Regions from separate parts of the Mus musculus genome. Here region 2 is linked to region 1. A link is a contact called in public HiChIP or PLAC-seq data. All regions are on one chromosome and are shown on one strand. The core of a region is the stretch at or near the end of the contact, and the rest is flanking DNA. Distances in the headings are between cores, read along the strand shown. Region 1 holds the start of Foxk1 (forkhead box K1). Region 2 overlaps Foxk1 (forkhead box K1).

Region 1 (6,798 bases), core at 2,603-5,102:
GAAGAAAGTGTGCCTCAGGGCCAGAGAGCGGGCTCCGGGGACAAGCGCCAGCAAGCCTAAGGGCCCGACCTTGGTGCCCAACATGCAAGCAAAAGCTGGGGGGCCCTGCTGCACTCCAGTAACCTCAGTTCTGAACAGTTGAGGCAGGAGGTTTACAGGGCTTGCTAGCCAGCCAGTCTAGCCAAACCAGCAGGTTCCGGGGTCAATAAGGGTCCTGTCTCACAAAATAGGATGGAGGATGATAAAGATCATGCTGAAGGTATGTCACCCCCTGACCCCAACATGTGTGCATCCTCGCACTCGTGCATGCACACACATGCATGCACAAACATACACAGACACTCATATGCACACCCAGATACACATGCTCACATGTATATACACACACAGCATACTCATGCCCACATACATATACACGGGAACTCACAACTCGCATGTGCGTGCGCACACACACACAGGGCATTCTGTACCCATCCAAAGGGCTTCAGGGCTCAGTGGTAAGTCACTTCCCTGCCAGCTAAGCCACCGTGCTCAGACACGCACCCACTATACGTGCCAGCTCCTAGGACACAGATCTCCAGGCACTGCACACACAGATATCACTTCAAAAATACCAGCCTTAGCCTACCCAGGACACGTGCGGGAATGATATAGGGTTGAAACTTTGTCTAAGGGAGGTGGGGTGTGGGGGTGGGAGAAACAATTCTGTGCAAAAGAAAGCCTTTTATTTAAAAGGCAGTGAGTGAGGCTGGGGAGATGGATCTGTGAGTAAGAACACTTGCCCATGGCAGGCGGATGTCAGCAGGAATGCCCAGCACCCAGGTAAGAAGCCAGGTGTGGTTTCCTGCTGCTGTAACCCCAGTGCTGTAGGGGGTGGAGACAGGAGGATGGCTGGGGCTTCCTGGCTGCCAACCCAGCTCCAGGTTCAATCTGAGACTCTTCCTCAGGGAATGAGGTGAAGAGCTGCTCAGAGCAGGACCTCAATGGCCTCTTCCTCTGGCTCCTGCATGTGTACCTCCACCCCCAACAATAAGAATGAAGCAGAAGGGGCTGGGACAAGAACCCTGAGAAGAGAAATGGAGATTGAGAACAGGATAGCAGACTGAGATGTTGCCAGAACTTGAGTCTCAAGAAAGAGCCCCTAAGAAGGGGAGAGAGAGAGTGTGGTAGTCTGTCCATTTCTCAGGCCCAGGAATGAATTTAATGACCTACTAACCTTCCAAGAAATCTGCTTTTATTTTATTTTATTTTATTTTATTTTATTTTATTTTTTATTCCTTTTGGTGTTGGGGGCAGAACTCAGAGTCTTGCATGAGCTACGGGAGTGCTCTCCCACTGGCTATGTACACTTCACAAGGGCACAGCTTTCAGGTCTGGGAAATGAAGGTCGAATTCCCTCTCACACCCTAATGGGATGAGTCACTGTTGGGGTTCAAAGTTATTCAGTACAGAATCTATAACTATGTGTCTGGACCCTGAGAAGGCAAACACAGACAGCAGTACTCCAGACCTGGGAATGACCCCAGCAAAGACCGCACACTGATGGTGCTTATAAATGTGAGTGATGAGTTGGACACACACACACACACACACACACACACACACCTGACTGTGAACCTTGTCAAAGGAACACTAGTGAGCAGTAGAAGCAATTACTGAATAGAAAAAGAAACTGCGGGGAGAAAGTAATTAACATGGCTCTCTCCTAGTACCTTGGATCTTAAGGTTCTGGACCCTCAAGGGTGACACGGCCCTGGGAATAATGGGAGCTTGGAAGAGGGTAAGGTAGGCATGGTACTGAAATGCCATAGGGCGCTGTCCTGGGAGCTGGCCAAGCTAAGGACAGACCTGTTTCCTACCATGTTCTGGAGGTAAACTGAGGCACAGCACTTCCTGTCCTGCCTCTTTAAAGCCTCTGCCTCCAGACATGCCTTTAAAGTATGGATTGCCCGCCCCCCGCCCTCAAGGCAGCTCACCATATACCTCTGCACCATATACCCCTGCACCGTATACCTCCCAGGTAACACCCTCCCAGGTGGGAGAGGCACAGCTCATCTGTCAGTCCGTCCTCACAGTGAACACTGGGTCCTGGCCTGTGTCGTCAGAGACAGGAGCATACCTAGCATTGTTCAGACTAGCAAAGGTCAGATGTGACCCTGGGGGTTCTGTATAAATGGAATCAGGGTTGAAGGCGATGGGCTGGGGAGGAGTGGTGTTAGTTCAGGCTGGGTGGTATCTCATGATGCTGGCCAGGGTTTAGGTCAGGGCGTGACCACGGAGAAGGGGAGTGTTTCAGGGCTGGAGGGTCTGGAGTTGACCCAAAGTAAAGATGGAGATCAGGGTGAGCTGATGGTTTCAAACCATTCGAAGTCAGAGATGACCTCTGAAGACTTAGGCTGTGTGAGATAAGGGTTAGGGGTGGCCCTAGGACCTTCAGGTTAAGGGAAGTCAGGGGTAACGGCTTCTGGCTGGTAGGATGGGGGTCAAGAGTGACCCCAGGTATTGAGGCCAGGTGGGATTAGGGATAAGCTGGGTTCAGAAAGGGTTGGAGATCATGGGTAGCCAACTCCAACATGGGAGGAGTGGAAGACAGATGGGGTTGGGGAGTGTGCAAGTGTGTGTGTGTAAGTGTGTGTGTGTGTGTGTGTGTGTGTGAGAGAGAGAGAGAGACAGACAGACAGACAGACAGACAGAGTCAGAGTCAGAGTCAGAGAGAGAGAAAGGGGTTAGAATGGACCCAAGTGTTCAGGCCTGTCCAGGGTCAGGGTGACAGGATTTCAGGCTGAATGGGAGTCGGGCCCATCCAGGGATCAGTGCCCAATGAGTTAACTGGGGAGTCAGGGTTAGTTGGGTCGTGATTAAGATCAGGACAACCACGGGGTCAGAGCCAGGTGATGGGTGAGATCACCAGTAACTTAAGGATCAGGCTCAGCTGGGCCGGGTGGGATGGAGATCTGTGTAACCAGGGGTCAGAGCTAGGTGGGATCAAGACTGGGAGATGGCTAGGGAATCAGAGCCGGATAGAGTCGAGATTAGAGGGGCTAGGGCCTGGCAGGGTCGAGATGGAGGAGGGAGTGACCAAGGGCTGGGACCCGGTGGGAACGGTAAGAAATTTGAGGCTCGACCCAGGTGCCAGACCAGGCGGAGGCGAGTTCAGGGGGTGACCGGGGGGCGGGGGGTTCAGGTTGAGCAGGGTCGAGATCACAGAGTGACAAGGAGCCAAGCTGGGCGGGGTAGAGGTCAGGGGTGGCCAGGGGGTTCAGGCCAGGTCCGGAGAGGGGTGACCCGAGGGTGGCGCAGTACTCACTGTTGGGGTAGCTGCAGGGCGGGCGCTCCGCGCCTCTGGAAGGCCCCGTCCACGAAGACGCCGTTCTTGCCGAGACAGCGAAGATAGAAGTGAGGCTCCTGGAAGCTGAGCTGCAGGTGGCGCCGGGAAATGAAGCTCGACAGGCCCATGCTTAGGTCCACCGAGCCCTGCGACGAGTTGCGGCCGATGGTGACGCTGGGCTGTCGCATCAGGAACTCGAACTCCCGACCCTCCAGGCGAGCCAGGGCAGGCCCGGGGCTCTGGCGCACGGAGGCAGCGGCCGCGGCCACCAGGGCGGGCGCGGTGGTGGTGGCAGTGGCGACGGTGGAGGGCACCGGCCCGGGGCCGGGCTCGGCGGGCAGCGCGGGCGGCCCGGGTGGAGGTTGCGCCGGCGGCGGCGGGGACGTAGTGGCCGGGAAGGCGGCGGCCGCAGCCGCGGCGCATAGCACGGGGCTGCAGGGAGCCGAGCGCAGCGCCAGCAGGGCGCGGGCGCCGCTGTCCTCGCCGACTTCGGCCATGTTCGCGCAGCTCCGAGCGGCTCCGGTGGCGGCCGAGGCGGCGCGGGGCGGGGCGGGGCGGCGCGCGCGGAAACCCGGGCTGGATCGTGGCCTGGAGCGGAGCCGGGACACCGCAGGACCCTCGCGCTGCGCGCGCAGCTTCCACTCGAGGTGGGCGGGTGCAGAGAGACACAGAGCCCCCTCCTCCAGTCCCGAAGGGTGCTTGGATTCATCACGTTTTTAGGGGTGTCCTATTGAGGCTGGAGTTTAAAGTCCAGGGATGCTTGAAATGGTCTCTGCTCCTTACTGATCGTTTCTGCACAGCTACTCTTTCTGTGCTTTGCTTTTTTTTTTTTTTTGGTTTGGTATAATGTTGCAAATTACATTTTATTCATTCATTTATTTACTTGTGGTTCTTTACCACGTGTGTGTGTGCGCGCGCGCGCGCACGTGTGTTTGTGTGGTCAGAGAGGACAGCTCTCAGCAGTCTATTCTCTCCTACCCTGTGGGGTTCTGAGGATGGCATTGAGGTCGACAAGCTTGGTGACAAGCACCTTTATTTACTGAACCATCTCGATTGTTCTTGTTTTGTTGTTTGAGATCCTGTCTCATACCAAGGCTAGCCTGGTTTTGAATACCTAGATCAGGCTGGCCTCAAATTCATGATCTTCCTGTTCCAGCTTCCTGAGTGTAGCTATTAAGGTGTGTGCCTAGCCCTTTAAAATCAATTTAAAAATTCATTTTTTAAAGACAGGGTCTATGTATGTAGACCAGATTGGCTTCTAGCTGACGACCAACCCGGCTCAGGCTCCGCAATTCTTGCTGGAGTCACAGCTGTGCACCACCACAGCTGGTTCCCCTTGCTCCTTTTAAGGCGAACAGTTCTGCCTGTTTCTAGGGACTGTGGACACCCGAAGATTGACGGTAGTTGAAAACACTTAAATGGTGAACTTGGCACCATGTGAATCCCTTGAGAATTTAAGGTCCTGCACTGGGATGCTAATTCCCCCAAGTCTTCCCCCAGGACCTGCAGCGCGCGAGTGCATGCACACACATACACACTCGATTTCTCACATTTAATAATGACTGAAGGAGCTGACACAGTTGGTAAATTGCCTGATGGCACTCATCCCCCAAGACAGGAAAGTTCATTCCCCGGGACCGACTTCAAAACCCATTGAGAGCTTCGATCTTCCCAGCGCTTTGGGTAAAAGGTTGACAGATAGATCCCTGAAGCTCATTGGCCAGCCTGCCTAGCCAATCAGTGAGCTCCACGTTCATAGTGGAAACACTGTTTCAAAACAAAAACAAAAACACGAATAAAACAGGGCTAAAGGAGCACACAGTTATTCACGCCTGTGCATGCACCGGCGCACGTGCACACACAAACACAAGTGCAAACATACACACACAAAAGAATGTCTAAAAATAATGATTGAGAATAGAGATAGACATAGGTCTTGCCCTCAGTGAGCTTCATGTCGAAAGATGATACACACGTGAATTAAAGACCTACAGTGATCATTGCAATGCTCACGGCCATGCTGGATGCGTGTTGACAGAGTGCATGTGTGTGTGTGTGGGGGGGGGGCATAGTGTCCTGGGGCGGGGGGGGGGGGGAGGCTAGAAGGGAGGTTTGGTCTGCTCACAATCCCACACTTCCCTGCCTATCCATTCTGGACCCAAACTGGAAAGCCTATCACGGTGATAGAGCCGTGGATTTCAACCTTTCTCATGCTGAGACCCTTTAATACAGTTCTTCATGTTGTGGTGACCTCTCACCATAAAATGATTTCCATTGCTACTTCATAACTGTAATGTCGCTGCTCTTATGAATTATGGTGTAAATATCTGATATGCCGGATGTCTGATAAACAATTTCTCTGTGAGGTCGTGACCCATAGGTTGAGAATCATTTTCTCACGTGTCGTGCTGTCTAAATAAGTGTGTTTGAGAGGTGGGGGCAGAAGCTTTTTTTTAAATTTAGGATTGGTTTTCTTTTGGCTTGGTCTGTGCGATGTGTTTGAGATCAGGCCTCTTGTAGCCTAGGCTGGCCTCCAACTTACTGTATAGCTAAGGTTGAATTTATAATCCTGGCTCCATGTTCAAATGCTAGAATTAACAATGTGAGCCACCATGCCATGCCCCACTCCCGTGTTCCTTCTCATTCTTCAGTACTACAGTTGAGTCCAAGGTCCTGTGTGCTCAATTGCTCCACCTCTTTAAAATATTATTACATTTTATTTATTATGTAGAGGTCAGAGGGCAACTCTCCTTCCACCATTTGGGGCCTGGGAAGTAAGACTTCAGTCCTATTTTAGTGGCAAGCACCTTTACCCACAAAGGCATCTTTTGTTGTTGTTGTTGTTGTTAAACGATTTATTTATTTTATATATGTGAGTACACTGTAATTGTCTTGAGATACACCAGAAGAAGGCATCAGATCCCATAACAGATGGTTGTGAGGCACCATGTGGTTGCTGGGAATTGAACTCAGGACCTCTGGAAGAGCAGTCAGTGCTCTTAACCGCTGAACCATCTCTCCAGCCCTGCACTAAGGCATCTTATCAGCCTGTCAGCACTTTTAGTATTTTCCATTTGCAGACAGGTTTCCCCTAGTTCTCCAGACTGGCCTTATTCTTATGCTGCAAGCCAGACAAACCTTAAACCTGAGACCATCCTGCCTCAGCCTACATGGTAGCCGGATGAGATTATATTTCTGAGTCACCAGACCTGGCTCAGGCACGCACTCTCTGAAAAACGGTGGCAAAAGAACCTGACTTGGCTGTGGGAAGTGGCAGTAGGTAGGCGGTATCTTCCCCAAGTGAGGATACTTGAACCCAAGTGCAGAGGGTGAGCTGGCACAGGTTGGGGCTGACGGCCAAGTGTGGGAGGGCAGCTTCCAGCCAAGGGATGTGCATGCCTAGCACTGGAAGGTCTGTGTCTGGGAGGGATGGACAAGAGGCTACTGAGATGGTGAAGAGGAACCAAGTC
Region 2 (6,798 bases), core at 2,751-5,250, 40 kb before region 1:
GCGGCTGGGGCTCAGGTCTCAGAGCCTTAAAATGACCACTGGGACCGCGGAATCCCTGGCCAAGTGAGGAGAAATTCACAACAAGGGTGAACAGCCGAGAGGGTTGGAGCCTGCAGACCAGCCTATGGCAGCAAGACTGACTCTGCCTTTAAAACCCAAACAAACAAACAAACAAACAAACAAAACCAAAACAAACCTAAAAGCTGTCCTCACAGAACCACAGTGAAACAACAGAGATGCCTGCAAGGTTGCTCTGATCCTGGGGAGTCAAGGTTGATCCTGGGGATCAAGGTTGCTCTGATCCTTCAGGAGGAGCCTTTTGCTTCTAGGGAAGGCAGAGCCCTCCCTGTGGGGAACCCAGGACTCAGTCCCTAAAAAAACTGACTGGCTCCACCCTGGAGCCAGAGAGCCAGGACTTGGTGGAGGGCCGGCTTGGAGAGTGTGATGGAGTCTGCATACAGGAAGCAGAGCCGAATAAACTCATGCCTGTCACTGTCAAGTAAGTTGCTGTTGGCCAATGAGAGACCCTGTCTCAAACAACAGAGAGGAAAACCGAGCACAGCCTCAGAGGAGTTCACACACACACACACACACACACACACACACACACACACACACACACACGCACGCACGCGCGCACGCACACACACACACCCGGTGGTGAGCACACTCTGAAGACAATGATGAAGCTTGCAGGCTGTAGTGCCAGTCAGCTCCTGGGGACTGGCCTGGCCCTGGCCTGTTCCAGCAGCAACCTTGATAATCTCATGCTGGCCCTGTGACAGCCTGGGCCACACCCTGGAGCCTGGCTTGCTTGACTCCTCAGTCATGCCGAGAAACACTGCTGCCTGGCTCAGGTGTCCAGGGCCCCTGACAGGCACAGGCAGCCATACAGGCAGTCACTTCTTACTTTCTTTTTCTTTTCTTTCTTTCATTTATACAGGGGAGGGAACATGCTAATCTTCTCCAGGGCCTCTTTAGCTGGCCTTGAACTTGCTAAGCAGCTGAAGGAGGCTTTGAACTCCACTGCACTTCTGCATGTTACTGTGAGCAGATTTCAAACAGAGAAACCTGAATGGAGGAGGAGTACCACACCCCACCCTACCCAACACCTTGACAGTGTCAGTAGCAGGGCCTCTCTGGTCACTTTCTTCCAGTGCCAGCCTCACAGCCAGTGTGGAGACCCTAGAACTGCTGGGTTCAGGGGAACAGTACTGTCAAATTGGGGGTGGAGGGTTACAGTCTGCAAGGGCTGCCAGGGCCAGGGCTGTGAAGGTACCACAGCTGGTAAAGTGCTGGCCACATAAGTATGAAGATCTGAAATTGATGTCTAGAACCTACATCAAAAAGCTGGGTGTGGTGGCTGGCACTTGTAATCCCAGCACGGAGGAGGCAGGAGGCAGGGGGCAGGGGGCAGGAGGGTCCCTGGGACTCACAGGCCAGTCAGCCTAGAGTAACTGGGGGGTTTTAGGCCAGGGAGTGCACCCTGAGGACACTGGGGAGAACTGGTACCTGAAGTTGAACTCTGCCCCCCCCGCCCCCCACGGGTTTGGGCACAGGGTTGTCACCCAGCTACTCGGGCAGCTGAGGTCCGAGCGAGAACAGGCAGTGAAGGGACTCGAGGTCGAGGACTTGCCTCCCAATCTCAAGTCCCTCAACAGTGTTTTCAAAAGGGGCCGAGTCACCAGGCTGGCGGGGCGGCCGCTCAGGACCCTTCTCGGGAAGTAGGTGAAGAATGCTCCTTAATAACCCGAGAGGAGTAATTCAAGAAAGAAAGACATGTGAGTCCAGGATGGAACCTTTTCCTCCCGGAAGTCCTGGATGAGGAGGAAGACCACTCGTGGGTCAGAAGGTCCTACCTAGAGCCAGGGCCGGGCTGCGGAGGCAGCAGCCTGCCAGAAGGGTGCGGGACACCGAGCACGCTGGACCACACAGAAAAGGGGAATTACAAACCCCAAGATGGGGAAAACAAGACAGAGTACAAGGAAGGAAATGGCTGGGCCCCGTAATTGTGACACACATACAATAGGAGACTCTGGCAGGAGCTGAACCAAAGACGATGGAACTTTACTGGGGAGAGGGAGGAGACGTGAAATCCAAAGTCCCTCTCGGAAACACGAGGCCCTGACGCAGAAGGACGCCTGCAAAGGGCAGGCCATGCGGGACAAGCCAGAGGGGCCCTAGGGGAGTCCCTCCACTGTGGGAACCGCACGACACCCACCATTTACTGCTGAGTTTGAACAAAAGGGCAGAGAAGGAAGATCTTCAGAGGCAAACACTGCAGACTTATCCTCAAGCATGTCTGTGCCCTGCGCAGGTGAGGTGCTCTGCGCAGGTGAGGTAGGTGCCCTGCGCAGGTGAGGTGCCCTGCGCAGGTGAGGTGCCATGCGCAGGTGAGGTAGGTGCCCTGCGCAGGTGAGGTGCCCTGCGCAGGTGAGGTAGGTGCCCTGTGCAGGTGAGGTGCCCTGTGCAGGTGAGGTGCCCTGCGCAGGTGAGGTGCCATGCGCAGGTGAGGTGCCCTGCGCAGGTGAGGTGCCCTGCGCAGGTGAGATAGGTGCCCTGTGCAGGTGAGGTGCCCTGTGCAGGTGAGGTACCCTGTGCAGGTGAGGTGCTTGCAGGCAAGCCTGACAGACAATGCAAGTTCAGTTCCCTGAACCTGCCTGCGTGGTAGAAGGGTGTAGCACGGTGTGTGCGCGCACATACATACTAATAAATACATGGATTTTGTTTTGTTTTGTTTTTTGTTTTTGTTTTCAAAAAGAATGTGTTCTTCTAAGGTAAGTGTCATGTTACTTAAGTCCCTGGAGCTCCTTCAAAAGATTAACTTTGCTTCTGAAACCACAAAGTACCCAAGGTGGAAAACACCCTAATATTAGGTACTCGTTTAAAAATCGTGTGCATATGATGTGTGTATATGTAATTATATATGTATGTATGCATGTATGTGTGCAGGTCAGAGGACAGCTCAGCTAGCTGGGCTATACGCTATCTTTGCATAGGTTCTGGAGATCTGAACTTGGTCTCACCACTGACCAGCCCAGCCCAATATCAGCTACCTTTAGGCAGTCTTACGGCAGGAGAGGGGAGCCATCGCCCTATATCTGGGGGTCTGATACTGGATCTGGGCTCTCAGGCCTTTGCCAGGCCAGGTCTATGTTTTTCGAAGACTTCTCACCGGTGCGACATCTGGGGAGGAAGGGCTGTCCAGTGCAGACACGGTGACCATACAAAAGTTCCCTGCAGGCTGATGAGACAGAGCCCAAGTGGTGCTACACAGGGACACACACCTCAGATGCAGCCACTGGGATCCCAGGAGAACTGGGATGGCCCCCACCAAGCTCGACTGGAAACCCAATGTTGCAGCACCCCAGACAGTGCAGGATGACACACAAACAGCAGGGACAGGCCAAAGGAACACGGAGGGCCCTAAACCCGCTGGTGGGGAGAAACCAAGTTGTCAGATGGGAAAGGAAACAAGGTAAGGCCTGTTGGTGCAGACAGGGACAGGAAACAGCAGACTCAGTGTCCGTAGATGCCTAGAACATTCGATGCCGCCTTCAAGTTCTAATGTGATCACAGGAAGGTTACACAACCTGAAGGAAGCACCAAAGTTTGCCAGGAAGACAAGCATTCAGGAGGCTCCTTTTCCAGAGGTACGCATGCAGAGACCTCCAGGTGTCCCTGAAGTCCTAGACAGCACAGAGCCTGACACACACCATCGCTTCCTACGTTCCTACGTTCCTACTCCACGATAAAGCGTGGCCTGTAACTTACCGGCAGAACTTGCTGTGCTGCTGGTCTTTGGCACGCCTGAATTTGACCCTCCCCGCCCTCTCCCAGTACTGATGCATGCCAGGTTAAGTGATCTACCATGGGGCTTCATCCCCAGCCCACAGTGCAGACTGGGTAATCCAGCCACCCACCAGATACACTGGGCAGGGAGTCACACACAGGGGAGGAGCTATGCAGCGCTGCACTTGATTGAAGACTTGTAACTTGCTCATTTTCTGCAGTTTTCCACTTGGTATTTTTGGACTGTGCATAACTGAAACCACAAGCAAGTGAAACTAAGGCTGGGAGTGGGTTGGGGTGGGGAGGGGAGGGGCGGGGCTCGGTGGGGTGCTAGACTTCTGATGCAGACTGGGGTGCTCTCCAAACGCAAATCTCCGAGAGCACAGGAGACTGAGCTAGCCCTAGCCCGCAGTAAAGTAGAACTGTACTACAGCTCCATGACTAAGGGGGCCAGTTCTCTGATGCCGACTTCCCTTCATTCACATCACCACTGCTAACCTTTGCTACACGTGTACATGCAGGGGGCGGGCACGGCACTGCACAGCCTGGGTGTGGAAGACGGCAACTTTAGGGACTCAGCTCTCCCCTCCACCATGCGGCTTCGGGACTGAGCTCAGGTCTTCAGGCTCGGGAGGGAGCACCTTCCTTTACTCACTGAGCCATCCCACCAGCCTTTCCATCTTAATTTTGGGACAGGGTCTGTAACAGAAGCGAACCCTGAGTTCCCAGTTTCAGCCAGACAGGCTGGCCTCAGATCTGCAATCTTCCTGCCTCAGCGCCCTGGGTGCAGGGATTCCTGGTAAATGCCTGGTGCTGGGACCCACAGGCTACTTTCATGGCTGCTATGGCAGTCTGCTGAAGTGTAGTCCCACGGAGCCTGCTTTAGCCTCAGTAGCCTCAGCAAATGATTAACCAGCTCCCTGTTTTCCTAAATCACTTGCTCTTCACAGAAAGAAAGGTCAAAACACTGCCGAAGCTGCAGTTTCTTTCAAAGAGCTCATTCATCTGCTGGGCGGAGCCCTGCAGGCAGGGACAGCCCCCCCAAAAAAACCCAACATACACACAACTCAAAACCACAGCGGAACAACCCGCCCTGGGAAATAAGGAGCCACCCAACAAACTGAAGCCAGCCTGGTGGGGGGGGGGTGGGGGGGGGGTGGAGTGAGGCAAAGGTACCGAACCCTGGGATCCGCTCCATGGAGGGAGGAGCCACAGCTGGGAGGTCCCCAAGCCTTCGGTGCCCAGGTCGGCCAATAGGGACCCGCTAGCAAAGCTCACCAAATTAGGCAAGCAGACTGAGCAGGGCGGGGCCCACTGCTGCGGGCTGGGAAGTCAAACCCTTTCCCCAAGCCTGCCCCACCCTGGCTCCCGCTGCCTGGGAGAGGAAGGGCAGGGCGTGTTTGTAAACACGTGGGCTCCACCCCTACACAGAAACTCAAACTGAGAAAGTCTTGGCAGGCGAACCTCCAGCGGCCGGCCGCTGAGCTTTACAAAAGCTCAATGGAATTCCTCAGTGTGGAGATAAACGGATGTCAACAGAGATCTTTTGTTGTGACACTTAAAGGCCCAGGGAGTCCAGAGCAAGTCCCAAGCCACTGTCAACAGCGACTGCGGACAGAGTGACCACGCACCCGTGGGAACTCAGGAGGAGCCAAGGGCCTGCCCCCTCCCAGCAGTACCAGGAATGTGGCAGACACAAAGTCGGGACTCCAAGGGAGCACTGGGGACACCAAAGCACCAACTGCTGGGCGGGGGTTCGGGGAGAGGGGGAGGTCTTTACAGCCACTGTGCCACCTGACCAAAAGCCACTCTACACCCGACCTATGATCACTCAGTGTCTTAGCCAGCTGGCTGCTGTTTTGTTTTTGAGACAGGGTCTCATGTAGCTGGGGTATTACACACGGCTTTTGATCCTCCAGCCTCCACCTGCCCAGAGCTGGGGCTGCCATGGGCCACTGCGTCTGCTGTTATCAGTGCTCAGGATCTTGCAGGCTTTCTTGGCAAGCAGCGCTCCACCAACCAGCCCCACTCCCAGCACGCACCACTTTTTCTTTGTATTGTCAATGAGAAACGTTGAAGCCAGGCATGCTTGTGCCTTTAGCCCCAGCTCTGGGGAGGCAGACGCACACAGGATAATTGAGGCCAGCCTATGTAGTGAATTCCAGAGTTACAAAGTGAGATCCTGTCTCAAAAACAAACAAACAACACAAAAAACTACACTATTCAATCCCACAATCACGTACCCTACCTAGTACTGGATATTGAACCAAGAGCCTTTGTTTGTTTGTTTGTTTGTTTGGAGATGAGGCCTCACTATATAGTCCTGGTGTTTCTATAACAAATAACGTAGCCGGCTGGCCTTGATGTGACCCTCTGGCCTCAGCTCCCAAGTGCTGGGATTTCAGGTGTGTGCCACCATGCCATGCCGGGCTAACCTAGGGCCCCTTTCAGGCCCCTAAAGTGTCTACCCCTGAACTCATCCAGGTCCTCTTCTTATTACAGGATGACAGGGTACCACTTGTTGCCCAGGCTCATTTTGGTCCTACTCAGTAGCCCAGGCTGGCCCTGAACATGCTTTTAGGGCTGCCCCACCTGTTTCTCATGTGAGTGTCGTGTGCTTGCTCAAAGCCACATGATTTCCCATGTAAATAACAGAAAGGCTACAACTTTCTTAACTGTTGGGAAGCCAGGAGCCCCAGCAATAGGTGACAAGAACCACTGGTGGGAGGGGCTTTGTGAGGAACCCTCAGTCTCTCAGTGACTGAATCATTCATTTTATATAAACAAACACCTGCACCTGCAATCCCAGCATCTGGGAGGCTGAGTCAGGAAGATTACTGCAAGTTTCAGGCAAGCCTGGGTAACAAACTGAGTTCTGAACCAGCCTCACTGCAGTGAGACCCCGTCTCAAAAAGCAAATCAGGGGCTCGGGCGGCCCTGAGGGTAAAGGTGCTTGCAGTCGAGCTGGTGGGAAGGAGAGCAAAGACTCCCACAGGCTGTTCTCTG

What was found. HiChIP or PLAC-seq counts read pairs in DNA pulled down with a chosen protein or histone mark.
Region 2: a contact with region 1 is called in an H3K27ac HiChIP or PLAC-seq map of embryonic stem cells, with 70 read pairs. The contact joins the enhancer-like site here to the promoter of Foxk1 in region 1. A contact is called at or near these places in 22 of 39 promoter capture datasets (the 3T3-L1 cell line, 3T3-L1-derived adipocytes, the C10 cell line and 13 more), 10 of 15 datasets of contacts at CTCF or cohesin (CD8 T cells, the G1E-ER4 cell line, the NIH/3T3 cell line and 3 more), 255 of 484 Hi-C or Micro-C datasets (the 3T3-L1 cell line, 3T3-L1-derived adipocytes, the 63-12 cell line and 123 more), 70 of 115 datasets of contacts at active chromatin or transcription factors (the 230-238 cell line, CD4 single positive thymocytes, CD8 T cells and 46 more) and 6 of 9 other capture datasets (adipose tissue, embryonic stem cells, embryonic tail and 3 more).

Annotation. Positions count from the first base shown.
Region 1 is chr5:142,398,551-142,405,348 of GRCm38.p6, reverse strand. It overlaps Foxk1 (forkhead box K1), which reads right to left and starts at 3,852. Exons shown (of 9, transcript NM_199068.2): 1 at 3,308-3,852. The coding sequence starts at 3,825.
Region 2 is chr5:142,438,958-142,445,755 of GRCm38.p6, reverse strand. The region is part of intron 2 of Foxk1 (forkhead box K1); the gene reads right to left. Among named protein-coding and RNA genes, the nearest start is that of Ap5z1, 22 kb to the left of the region's middle. Within about 2 kb of position 4,000, at least 383 of the 459 cell types and tissues checked have an H3K27ac peak or open chromatin away from gene starts, as enhancers often do. A contact at or near this core is called in the 230-238 cell line, the 63-12 cell line, 8-cell embryo and 111 more, where this site is marked.